Linked DNA regions of Mus musculus: regions 1 and 3 are each linked to region 2. The links are chromatin contacts, called in public HiChIP or PLAC-seq maps. All regions are on one chromosome and are shown on one strand. Each heading gives the region's core, a stretch centred on a gene start, on an enhancer-like site or on the middle of the called end of the contact. The rest is flanking DNA. Distances are from core to core; before and after follow the strand shown. Region 1 has its middle 150 kb from the start of Gm36569. Region 2 holds the start of Gask1b (golgi associated kinase 1B). Region 3 has its middle 190 kb from the start of Gm36569.

The links. HiChIP or PLAC-seq counts read pairs in DNA pulled down with a chosen protein or histone mark.
Region 1: a contact with region 2 is called in an H3K27ac HiChIP or PLAC-seq map of trophoblast stem cells, with 10 read pairs. The contact joins the enhancer-like site here to the promoter of Gask1b in region 2. A contact is called at or near these places in 9 of 39 promoter capture datasets (HPC-7-derived erythroid cells, embryonic stem cells, fetal liver and 5 more), 2 of 15 datasets of contacts at CTCF or cohesin (the NIH/3T3 cell line and embryonic stem cells), 7 of 484 Hi-C or Micro-C datasets (the G1E-ER4 cell line, bone marrow-derived macrophages, cortical neurons and 1 more), 5 of 115 datasets of contacts at active chromatin or transcription factors (bone marrow-derived macrophages, heart atrium, kidney and 2 more) and 3 of 9 other capture datasets (adipose tissue, liver and pancreatic islet).
Region 3: a contact with region 2 is called in a CTCF HiChIP or PLAC-seq map of the NIH/3T3 cell line, with 18 read pairs. The contact joins the enhancer-like site here to the promoter of Gask1b in region 2. A contact is called at or near these places in 13 of 39 promoter capture datasets (the 3T3-L1 cell line, the C10 cell line, cancer-associated fibroblasts and 8 more), 2 of 15 datasets of contacts at CTCF or cohesin (the NIH/3T3 cell line and large pre-B cells), 74 of 484 Hi-C or Micro-C datasets (3T3-L1-derived adipocytes, the AML12 cell line, B cells and 47 more), 17 of 115 datasets of contacts at active chromatin or transcription factors (the HPC-7 cell line, the NIH/3T3 cell line, VIP interneurons and 12 more) and 4 of 9 other capture datasets (adipose tissue, liver, macrophages and 1 more).

The regions. Positions count from the first base shown.
Region 1 is chr3:80,036,911-80,040,159 of GRCm38.p6, reverse strand. No RefSeq gene overlaps it. Among named protein-coding and RNA genes, the nearest start is that of Gm36569, 150 kb to the right of the region's middle. Within about 2 kb of position 1,454, at least 3 of the 459 cell types and tissues checked have an H3K27ac peak or open chromatin away from gene starts, as enhancers often do. A contact at or near this core is called in trophoblast stem cells, where this site is marked.
Region 2 is chr3:79,883,864-79,887,481 of GRCm38.p6, reverse strand. It overlaps Gask1b (golgi associated kinase 1B), which reads right to left and starts at 1,552. Exons shown (of 4, transcript NM_133187.3): 1 at 352-1,552. The coding sequence starts at 1,255. Gm36569 (a long non-coding RNA gene) reads left to right here and starts at 676. Exons shown (of 3, transcript XR_375740.1): 1 at 676-1,386.
Region 3 is chr3:80,078,133-80,081,459 of GRCm38.p6, reverse strand. No RefSeq gene overlaps it. Among named protein-coding and RNA genes, the nearest start is that of Gm36569, 190 kb to the right of the region's middle. Within about 2 kb of position 1,514, at least 48 of the 459 cell types and tissues checked have an H3K27ac peak or open chromatin away from gene starts, as enhancers often do. A contact at or near this core is called in the G1E-ER4 cell line, the HPC-7 cell line, the NIH/3T3 cell line and 10 more, where this site is marked.

The DNA.
Region 1 (3,249 bases), core at 205-2,704, 150 kb before region 2:
CATCTCATCTTGCACAAGACTCTTGTGATTTTCTTTATAACTGCCTTGCCAGGGCCTGGAATGTTCCCCAACTTGTAGTACCATTAATAGGTTTATAAGCTTCAGTCACTCTACCACTTCACCTGGACTGACATTTTAAACCTCACTACCTTGCCAGTTATATGTTTTACTAAACTAATTTTAGAGTTGAAAAAAAGGCAGAAAAGAGAAAGAAAGAGCCCCTAACCCCATGACCAGAGCAGTGCCTTATTATTAAGTAGTTTTTATTATCCCCATATTACTAATACAGAAATGTTAAATCAGTGACTACAGGAATGAGGTCCAACTGGGCCAAGGAATATATAGACATGGCAAAATTATCAGAGAATAAAAATCCCAAACATTATTTCTCCATGATAAAGGAATCTATGAAACCATAATATATAAAACTGCATGTTTCATGAGGGCTGGAGAAATGCCTCAATGGATAATGACTGCTCTTCCAGAGGACCCAGATTCAATTCCTTGCAACCACATAGTTGTTCATAACTGACTAAAAGTCCACTTTCAGGTGATGTAATACCTTTCTTCTACCCATGTAACAAATGTGGCACACTTACATTACATGCAAGTAAAACATTCAAACACATAAATTAAAGTAAATTTTAAAAATTGCATATACAATTATTTTTCTTAAAGCATCAGAAGATATACCACTAGCTATATTGTAAAAGTTGAATTTGATCTGCTGTTAAAATACCACTGATTTAATTCATTTGGTTGATTGGGTTTTTGTTCTCTTTCTTTGGTTTTGATAATATTAATAATGTAACCACTCAAAAATATTTCCAACTTAATTAGGTTATATTGTGCTAAAATAAAATTTATATGGACATAAACATAAACGCTATTAAATATATTACAATTTCCTAAAATACCAAACCTTACAGCAATAGCAATATGAGGAACAACAAGATGAGAGAAAAAGAACTCTTGGAAAATGAGCAAAGACAGCAAATTAAAGGGCTAAAAGTATCTACCCTGAAAATAAGGCATTGAAATGATAAGGCTTTTTATTAGAAAAAAATCAAGGAAAAGGATACGAAGAAGAATACAGTATTTTCAATGGATGTGACCAAAAATGAAAAATATAATGGTTTCATTTGTTTGTGGCTTTGTAAGTAAGGTAACTCAGCATTTATTCGATTTTCAGATCCAATATTGTTTCAGCTGTTCTAATCTGTCAGGGCATGCATGCAGTCAGGGCAGCACCGTGTCCCCACCCCATTGCTGTTAGATGCGTGTTCTCTCTTCAGATCTCAACAACATCAAAACAACACCTTACACGAGGCCCATCCATGCATGCTACCTCATTTGGTCCCCTTCATTGTGAAACGGGCTGCTATCATTCTGAACAATCCACACTCTGCCTTCCAGAACCGGAAGCCGCCGATGCTCTTGCCAGAAGCGAGAGCAGCTTCAGACGAAGAGCAACTGTGCAGGGGTGGTGCAGGCATGGCCTTAAGGATAAAGTTTCCAAGGAACTGCACTGATCACATTTATTTCTTTAAATGACTGTTAAATTATTGTACTTTTATTAGTTTAATTGAAATATGATATCTTCTCTTTATAAACTTAAATAGAAGCTTTCTATTTTCTCTCATTTATTTATTTTTGTAAGTAACAAAACAGGCCTTCCTTTGTGTTAATAATTTTTACAATAATTTGAACTTATGTTTAGTTTAATAACTATGCAACTTCTTTAAAATCCATAGATAAAAATTCTCTGCTCTATTCACCATAATTTTCAGGAACACCGTTCAAGTTCTTTTTATTTTTCTGTACTAACATCCATGGTTCCCATAGTCCACATGTTTTGACATTTATATAAGGTATGAAGATCCTTGGCCACAGTACCTGAGGGAACAATTAGGAAAGTATTCTTTAAGTCATATCTAAACCTTGAACTTGGTTTTAATATTTTCTCTCCTGTACTTAACAGATTTGTATGGAATGGTACCCTGCTCAGTAGAGAATCGTGTTCTAAAAGTGCTATTAAAAAAACAAACACTAACTCTTTCAGTGAACATTTATTACATTGCTACATGCTCAGTATGAGGAGAAGCAAAATGTACAATTTATAAATAGTGCATTACTTACTTATATTAGTGCCGCAGACCTTCTAGGTCCCAGTGTCTGCGTGGAACGGGGTCTCTCGACGCGGGTGGGCAAAGCGTGGATGGATGACAGACAGACACACACGCAGGAGAGTTTGTGTGGAATCTGAATGTAATTTTTCAAATCGAACATCAGACTTTTTATGCAGAAGACAACAAGGTAGTTGGGTGACATACCCACAAGGTACAAATGAGGTAACCGGATGCTTAATGACTCTTACACAGAACAGAGGAATGAAAACGCAAAGACTGGCAGGAACTGGGCAATAAAATAACTGAGACAAAGTCAGCCCTATCTAAGGTCAGCTATAGTCTTAGACGCCAGGTGTGAGAACTTTTCACTCCTAGGGCAAGGGCTTTCACACCAAGTCATGGTTCTAACTAGGGAGTTCCGTTCTAGCTAACCATCTCATGAATAATGCAATACTCTAAAACCACAGCTGGATCTACTTCCTAAACCATTGTAAATTCCTGTATATAGGTGTAACTCAGCTATAATTCTAAATATCTATTCTGGTTTCTCCTACGGTCAGAAACTTCTTTCTTCCTTAGTGATGGTAAATTCCTGTGAAGGGCAGTGACCTAACTTTTACTCAAAGAGATAGTGTAATACCAGGGGCAATACTGAATTCCAAACCCAAGGTCTTGCTAAGGACGAACTAGGACTGTTGGAACACTGGCAGACTTTAGCTATGTCAGAATTCAATCTTAAAAGGCACTTATGATAGGAAAATAAATGAAAGAGAGCACGTGGATCCATACACTAGACTAACGCGGGAATGGAACGTGGGAATGAAAAATTACTGTATGGGTAGGGAGCGCTAGACTCCAGGAGGAGAGCTTCCTTGAAACTCTTTTGCCTCATGAGTGACTTTTAAGCCTCTCGGCTTGTCCAGTTGACTCGACCAGAGAGCGTAGCATATTAGGTTATCATCTGTTTTAAAGCTAACACTCGAAGTTAAAAAAAGGACAGCCCTGTGTGTATTGGTTTTCATAATGGGTACTTTTACCGGTCATCTCATTTTCTCCTGAATGTAAGAACCATGGTGGTGACTGGAATGGGAATGTCACCCACAGGCTCATATATTTGAAT
Region 2 (3,618 bases), core at 303-2,802:
ATGCAAGGCTGTCAGCAAGCTCTGTACCCTGGCTTCCTGTCATCGTGCAAACTGTCACTAGTTTTAATTAGATTTAACATGCCACGAAAAAGTGCACAGAGAGAAACGGAGAGCAAAGATTGCAGTGTGGGCTTTCCCTCACATGCCCAGCACAGCTGTGCATTAGAACTCTAATATCCCCAGACTGGGAAATAGAAGAATGCCACGCGTATGGAAAAATGACGCTACTGCTGCTGCTGCTGTCCAAATGGGAAACATGGGTGGGGAAAATAATTCAGAGAGAGTGGGGGAAAGGAGAAAACGATCCCAAATCCCCAGCAGCTGCAAATAAGAAGCAAGTGAATCTGTTACCTTGGATGAACTCTAATTTCCTGCTCACAGATGGCAGGGTCCTGTTGAGACCCAGGATCCTGTCCAGGTGGAAGGCGAACACTTCACTCATGTCCAGCGGCTGCTTGAGAAGCCCACAGGGGCTAGGCCCGCAGCCAGGCACAGAGCCTGAGGTGCTCCCTTCCAACACCAGCAAGCGGGTACCACTCTTAGAGATAGGTAGGATGCTAGCCACCTCACTATCAGCCAGGAGGCGCATTCTGCGGATGTCTTCTTTGCTCAGCCATGAGGGGGCGCTCTCGCTATAAATCCTAATGTTGCTCTCTCGGGCCCTAGGCTGCTGCAAGTTTGAACCTCTAGTTCTGACTCCAGGACCACGCAGCACCCTCCAGGGTCGTTCACCAACCTTGGTTAGGTAACCCTGAACATAGCCAGGTACTTCAGCATCTGCTGCCCGTGCAGCTTCCTGCTGTATAAGGGATGGTCTAACCAGCACCTCCTGATCAGGGGCTGCAGATGCCACCGCATACTTCTTCCTGCGCTTGGGTTTCACCGTGCCACGGATATTCGCAGGCTTGCTGCGCTTGGAGCGTAGAGTAATGTACACCACGTTGGGCTGCAAAGTGCTTCCATTGCCCTGCAACTCTGGAGGGGCCAGGGTACCATCCAGGGGAATCTCAGAGAAGGGTACCTTGAAGATGTCGTGACCGTTGGGTGGTCCCCTGTCAGTCGCCTGCCCATGCTGAAAGGAACCTCTGCCCACCTGGCTCACCAGAAAGCCCAGGTAGATGGCACAGGCAGTGCCCAGCAGGAGGTTCCGTCTGGTCCTGGGACGCCGACTACTCCAAAGTTTACACACTCGTGGGGCGCACAGAGAGCAGACAAACCAGTTTACGAGCTGCCCCGGCTTGTCTGGACAGGTCATTTCTCTGCCGCTTCCACATGCTGAACTGAGTTTAAAGTCTGCAGCTGGCTCCGGGTGACATGATTCATGGCTTCCTGAATCCAGCCGTCCAGTCCGCTTCGCTATCTAAGTGGTCTCCAACAGGCAGAGAGGTAAAAGAGAAGGGTCGCTGCTGCGGGTTCTGGGAACGCTTTGTGAACTGGCCACCGCAAGCCTTTTAAACTCCTATCAGCCTTTCCCAGGAGAAAGGAGGGCTGACTCTGGGAATGAATGGAAACAAGAGTTGACTGAATCACTAACTCAACCCATTTCAGTTCCTCTACAAGAGGAAAGAGGCGAGTAACCCTTTCCTTCCACAAATTCTACCAAGTTTGGTGTAAAGTTTAAAATGCGGAAGCAAGATAGGTGTGTGAGTCTGATTTTACTTTAAAGTAATGAAGACAAGCTGCAAAGAGCGTTTGCTAGCTCACAGTTAAAGCCACTACATCTGAGAAGCAAAACTCTTAAAAGTCATCAACCAGGATCCCCTGCAGACCCCCTTTTTGTGATTCAGAAATAAGAAAAGAAATAAATACTTTTTAAGATTTTTATAGACACCCTAACTTTTGTAAGATATATATTACAAAAATATCAAGTAGTGAGTTCATATTTAAACATATTCTCTTAACTAATGTTCCACATTGTTTTCACAATATATTCCATATCTAAAATTGTTATTTAACTACCCCTTGATGTTTATATAGCTTGAAAAGGGTGAGTTCTCTCTCTCTCTCTCTCTCTCTCTCTCTCTCTCTCTCTCTCTCTCACACACACACACACACACACACACACACACACACACAACTTTTTATTCCTTTTCTTTCCACTAAAGAGAGCAAAAATGAAAGAAAAGAATATCTAGGTTTTTTGGTGGGTTTTTTTTTGTTGTTTTTTTTTTTGTTGTTGTTTTTTTTGCCTTTTTCTTCACATTTTTAAATAGAGGGAAAAAGTTGTTTAAGAAGAAAAACAAAACTTTACTTACACAGCTGGCCCCACGCTTAGCTCCAGGAAGAATGGAATTCCTGACTCTAATGCACAGAACTTTGAAAGGCTGAGGCACGTAAGGAGAACATATTTCATGGCCAAGGGTGTTCCACCTTTCAAACATCTCGGCTCAGCCTTAAAAGCTGCCGCCTTCTAACAGCGGAGCAAAATGATTTGTAAACTGGCTGCTGCGCCGTTTTCAGACACGTGAGGTTCTTTTTAAAGATGACTAAAAAAATAAAAAATAAAATTTAATTTTGAATTTCTCCAAACACAGCTCAGACCCAGTTTTCATTCAAACAACTTTCTGCTCCTTTCAGCCCCTGGGAGCCCCCTAGTGTCTCATTTGCTAAGCGACACAGAAATGGCAGCCTTGGGAAGCTGAAGTGATCTGAAGTGTTTTGCTGGAGTTGGCGGAGACCCTGTTGCCAAATAAATACCTTAGAAAAATGAGGAGTGCCCACTGACCCCTGCCTGACCCCACGGAGTTGGGAAGGGGAAACTGGACGCCAGAGTCCAGGGCCTGCAACTTACCTTACATCTGGGCTGTTTGCAGACTAACTCTTGTCTCCCACCAGTTCTCGATGGGGGTAAAACGGCCAGGAAAGGTAGACAAAGCTAAGAAGGGGGTCACTGGAAATGAGTAGAGAAACGGAAGCGTGAGATAAGAGTGGGGTGTAGGGAGATGAGAAGGTTCTTGCAGCATGCAAATGAACACAGCAACAGCCCTCAGAAGGCAGCCTGGACCCCTTCTGATTGGAGGTCTTCTGAAAACAGGTTAGTGATTGGCCTGGGTCATTTGCATGTCCTGGCACAAAGGCAGGATCAGATGACCTTGGGGTCTCACTGGGCTTACTTGTCTCTGCTTCCACAGCAAACAGAATCAAACAAGAAGCCACCAATGGGATAGGGACGATTACCCCCTTTTTAGAGAAAAGGCTGTGATGTGGTGGGAAATGAAAATAATAGAATATGATGCTGTATAATCCTTAAAATATCGTGTTACAATGCCAAAAAAAAAAGCAAAGATTTTCCCATTCTCAAACTATTCTTCCTCTTTAAAAGTTATGATACATCATGAAAAGAGACAAATCAGAGATGGACAGGAACCTTAAAGTTCTGACTGGCTTTGACTAAACTTAATGAGAATTCGGGCACTGAAGTCATTTTCTTTATGCTCCAAAACTCTTAAAGCAAACTCTATGAACATGAATTTGTTTTCTAGAAAGTATCTCAGAAGTTTCTGAGATGGGACAATGGCAGAACTGCTTTTTTGTTTGTTTGGTTGGTTGGTTTGGCTTGGTTTTTTCGAGACAGGATTTCTCTGTGTAGCTCTGGCTGTCCTGGAACTCTTTGTAGAC
Region 3 (3,327 bases), core at 265-2,764, 190 kb before region 2:
AGACAGGATAACTCGGGAACTGTTTTTCCTCTCAGACATTTCCTCTACTAAACAAGAGACAGCTGTTACATCACACTGAAGACTGGAAGTGAGGCCTGGAAATGATGGCTTATGTGTCTTTAAAAGTGGCCTGAGAGCAGTCTGAATGCTACGATAACCAAGACCTATGTTTACACACAGCAATGGCTTAGCTTTGCCCAAAAATTCAATCCCTGACTGAAACACATAAAGAACAGAGAAACTGTTTGCAGACAACTGAAACCGAGGCCTACATTTTACAAACATTGCGCTTCTGGGAATGTTTTCATATTGTTTACTTGCAAGGAAGAAAAACCTCAAAGCTAAATGTAGATATCACTGGAAAATAATAAAAAGCACTTCTGAAATTTTCATGAGTCAATAAAAAAACATAATTCCATTTAGAAAAAAATCAATTGACAGATATGTTTCAGAGGGTACAGCTACTATTTAAAGCAAGAGCCACCTATAGTCAAATTCCTTTCTAAAAGGACTTTCTCTCAGTCTTGAAACATTCACCAAAAACATTCCAGACACATTTTATCTCTGGTCCCCAACAGTGTCTTAATTTTTAAGTAATGATTGAATAAAACACACACGCAGTTTTTAGATACTGAAGATGGGAGCAAGCTATTTCCACTGAACAGTGGAGCCTTTTTAGCTCGTCTCTTGTTAAGCCCTAACAAGACGCCATCTTTACAATTCTCTCAAAAGCATGTTGTACTAAAAGCTGCATATCTTGATTCTAAATCTAAATTCAGAGACATCCGTTTCTGAATTTTTAAGATGCCATGCGACGTATATCAAAGCAGTCATTAAAATAGGTTATAACCTTAAAAAGAGGAGGGGGTCATTGTGACGTACTTCATCTTGTTTTATGTGGATTTAAATGAAATCACTTAAAAACAATGAGTTGCTATTGTCGACGCCCTCCCTGTAGAGGAAAATGTTAGGTCTTTAAATTACTTGTCTAGGGAAAAAAGAAAAAGGAAAAAAAACATTGTTTCAGTTGGCTGCGTCGGACGGAGACTTGGGAGAAAAAAAAAAATCCTCTGTAAAAACCAGAAGCAGAAGAAATAGACAGCAACGTCAAAATCTCAAACTGTAGCTGCAGCCAGCTATTTATACTTCCCAGACAGTTCTTGGAAAGATCTATTGTTAAGATTGAGCATTTCCGGGAAGAAGAGGGGGAAAATCCTTAGGTGAGCAACAAATGGTAGTCTTTCAGTCCCTGCCTTTCAGGTGCTGGGAAACATTCACTTTAAGTCTTGTCAGGGTACAGAAAAATGATCCTTCCTCTCTTCCTCTTGCTCTCGTGCTTGAATCTGAAAAGAAACTTGTCTTACACCCAACTGCACTCCCTTCGTTCCTAATTTCCTCCATGCCTTCCCTCTTCCCTTTCTCATTTTCAGCCCCAGGTTTCTTTTTAGAGGGGGAAGAACTTGCTAAAGATGGCGTTCTACCCAGTGCTGCCCTGCCCTCTAGTGGCGCAGAGCCTGTACTCCGTACTCTCTGTTTTTTTGTTTTTTTGTTTTTTTTTTCCCCTCTCACTAACCTCTCTGCCGTTCTTCAGCTTTTTAGCCTTCTTCTATTCCTTACACATCCCTTTAGCTTTTTCTCGTTTCTGTTATCCTCTCTCTCCTTCAGCATCCAACCTAAAGCTGTCTGTAAAAGAAGGACTTGCAAAATGTGTATACTTAAAATTCGAAATGATTCGAAAAGAAAAACTTGGTAACTAAATTCTCTCCTCAGATTTAATCGGCATGCTAAATCCACAAGCTAAATTGGACCAAGTCAGAGACTGATGTACTTGGTAAACCTTAGAGAATATTAGTCTCTCTCTAAGAAACTCCTATGCAAATTGACTATCTCCATAAAGTTGGAGCCACTTTGACTTAGCACCATGCAGGACTGGGATCTTACCTATTCAGGAGGCTGAGACAGGAGGGTCAAAAGTTCAAATACAACTGTGAGACAGAATGGAGGAGTGGGAGGGGGTGCGAGAGAGAGAGAGAGAGACAGAGGAGAGGAGAGACAGAGACAGAGACAGAGACAGAGACAGAGACAGAGACAGGCTGGACTTGGGACTCAGAGGCAGAGAACATACCTAGTATCCCCTTTCACCCCAGCACTAATAAGGGAATAAAACAGTTTCGATATGACTTCCAGCAACACCCAAAAGGCACGGCCAGTTGATTAGCAGCTGTCAAGTTTCTACTTAATCCCTTATTAGCAAATTTGATGGTGACTCCTTGTTCCCCTTTGGACACTGAAGGCCAAATTCCATAATGAAGAGAATATTAACAGACTGTCATGAGGCATGGTCATGTAACTTAATTACTGCTCTGAGTTTAAATATTATTTACCAAAACACCACACTGCTCTAAGTAAAGGACCACAAAACTAACATTTTGATAGTATTTGTGTCATTGGTACCTTATTAAAAGCACTGCCATTTCCAGCTCAGTGCGTCAATATGCTCTTAAAAGCAATATAGATCTCCACCTTCAGGCTTTTATTTTCAGCAGATAATAGAAAGAATGGGGGTGGGCAGCCATAAGCTATAAGAAGTTGTAAAGGTTACCTTCATTTCATAGTTGCACTGATCTAAACTCAGTGGACTTAACATTAAAAGGAGAACAAGGACCTTTTCACATTCAGAACTATGCTACCTGCTCCCAGAAACTTAGTCCCCCAGATATGTGAGCATTTCAGAAAGTTTCTTGCAACACAAGATAGACAGGAGTGATGGCACAGACCAGTGATCCTAGCTACTCAGGAGGCCAAGGCAGGCAGATCACAAGTTCAAGATCTGCTTCCTGCAGAGACAATTGAATTGAAGGCCAGCAATTTAGAGAGAGCCTATCTCAAAAGGTAAAAAGAGCAACAACCAAAAAATGAAACTAAAACAAAAGGAAAACCCAATCTAAAATGTCACCTTTTCATTACTTTTCTATTGGTGGCACAAGAGATGCCATGGCCAAGACAACTTATAGAAGAATTTATTTGGGGTTATAGTTTCAGAGGGTGAGTCCATGACCATTATGGCACTGCAGCCGTCAGGCTGGCATGGCTGCAGTTAAAGCAGTAGCTGAGACCTTGCATCTTGGTCCACAAATGCAAGGCAGAGAGGGCTAACTGGGAATGGCATGGGATTTTAAAATGCAAAGCTCACCCTCAAATGCACACCTCCTCCAACAAGGCTATACCTCCTAATCCTTCCCAAACAGTCCCATCATTTGGGGGTCACGTATTCAAACATATGAGTTGAGCCTATGGGAGGCATTCCCATGCAAACCACCACTTAGA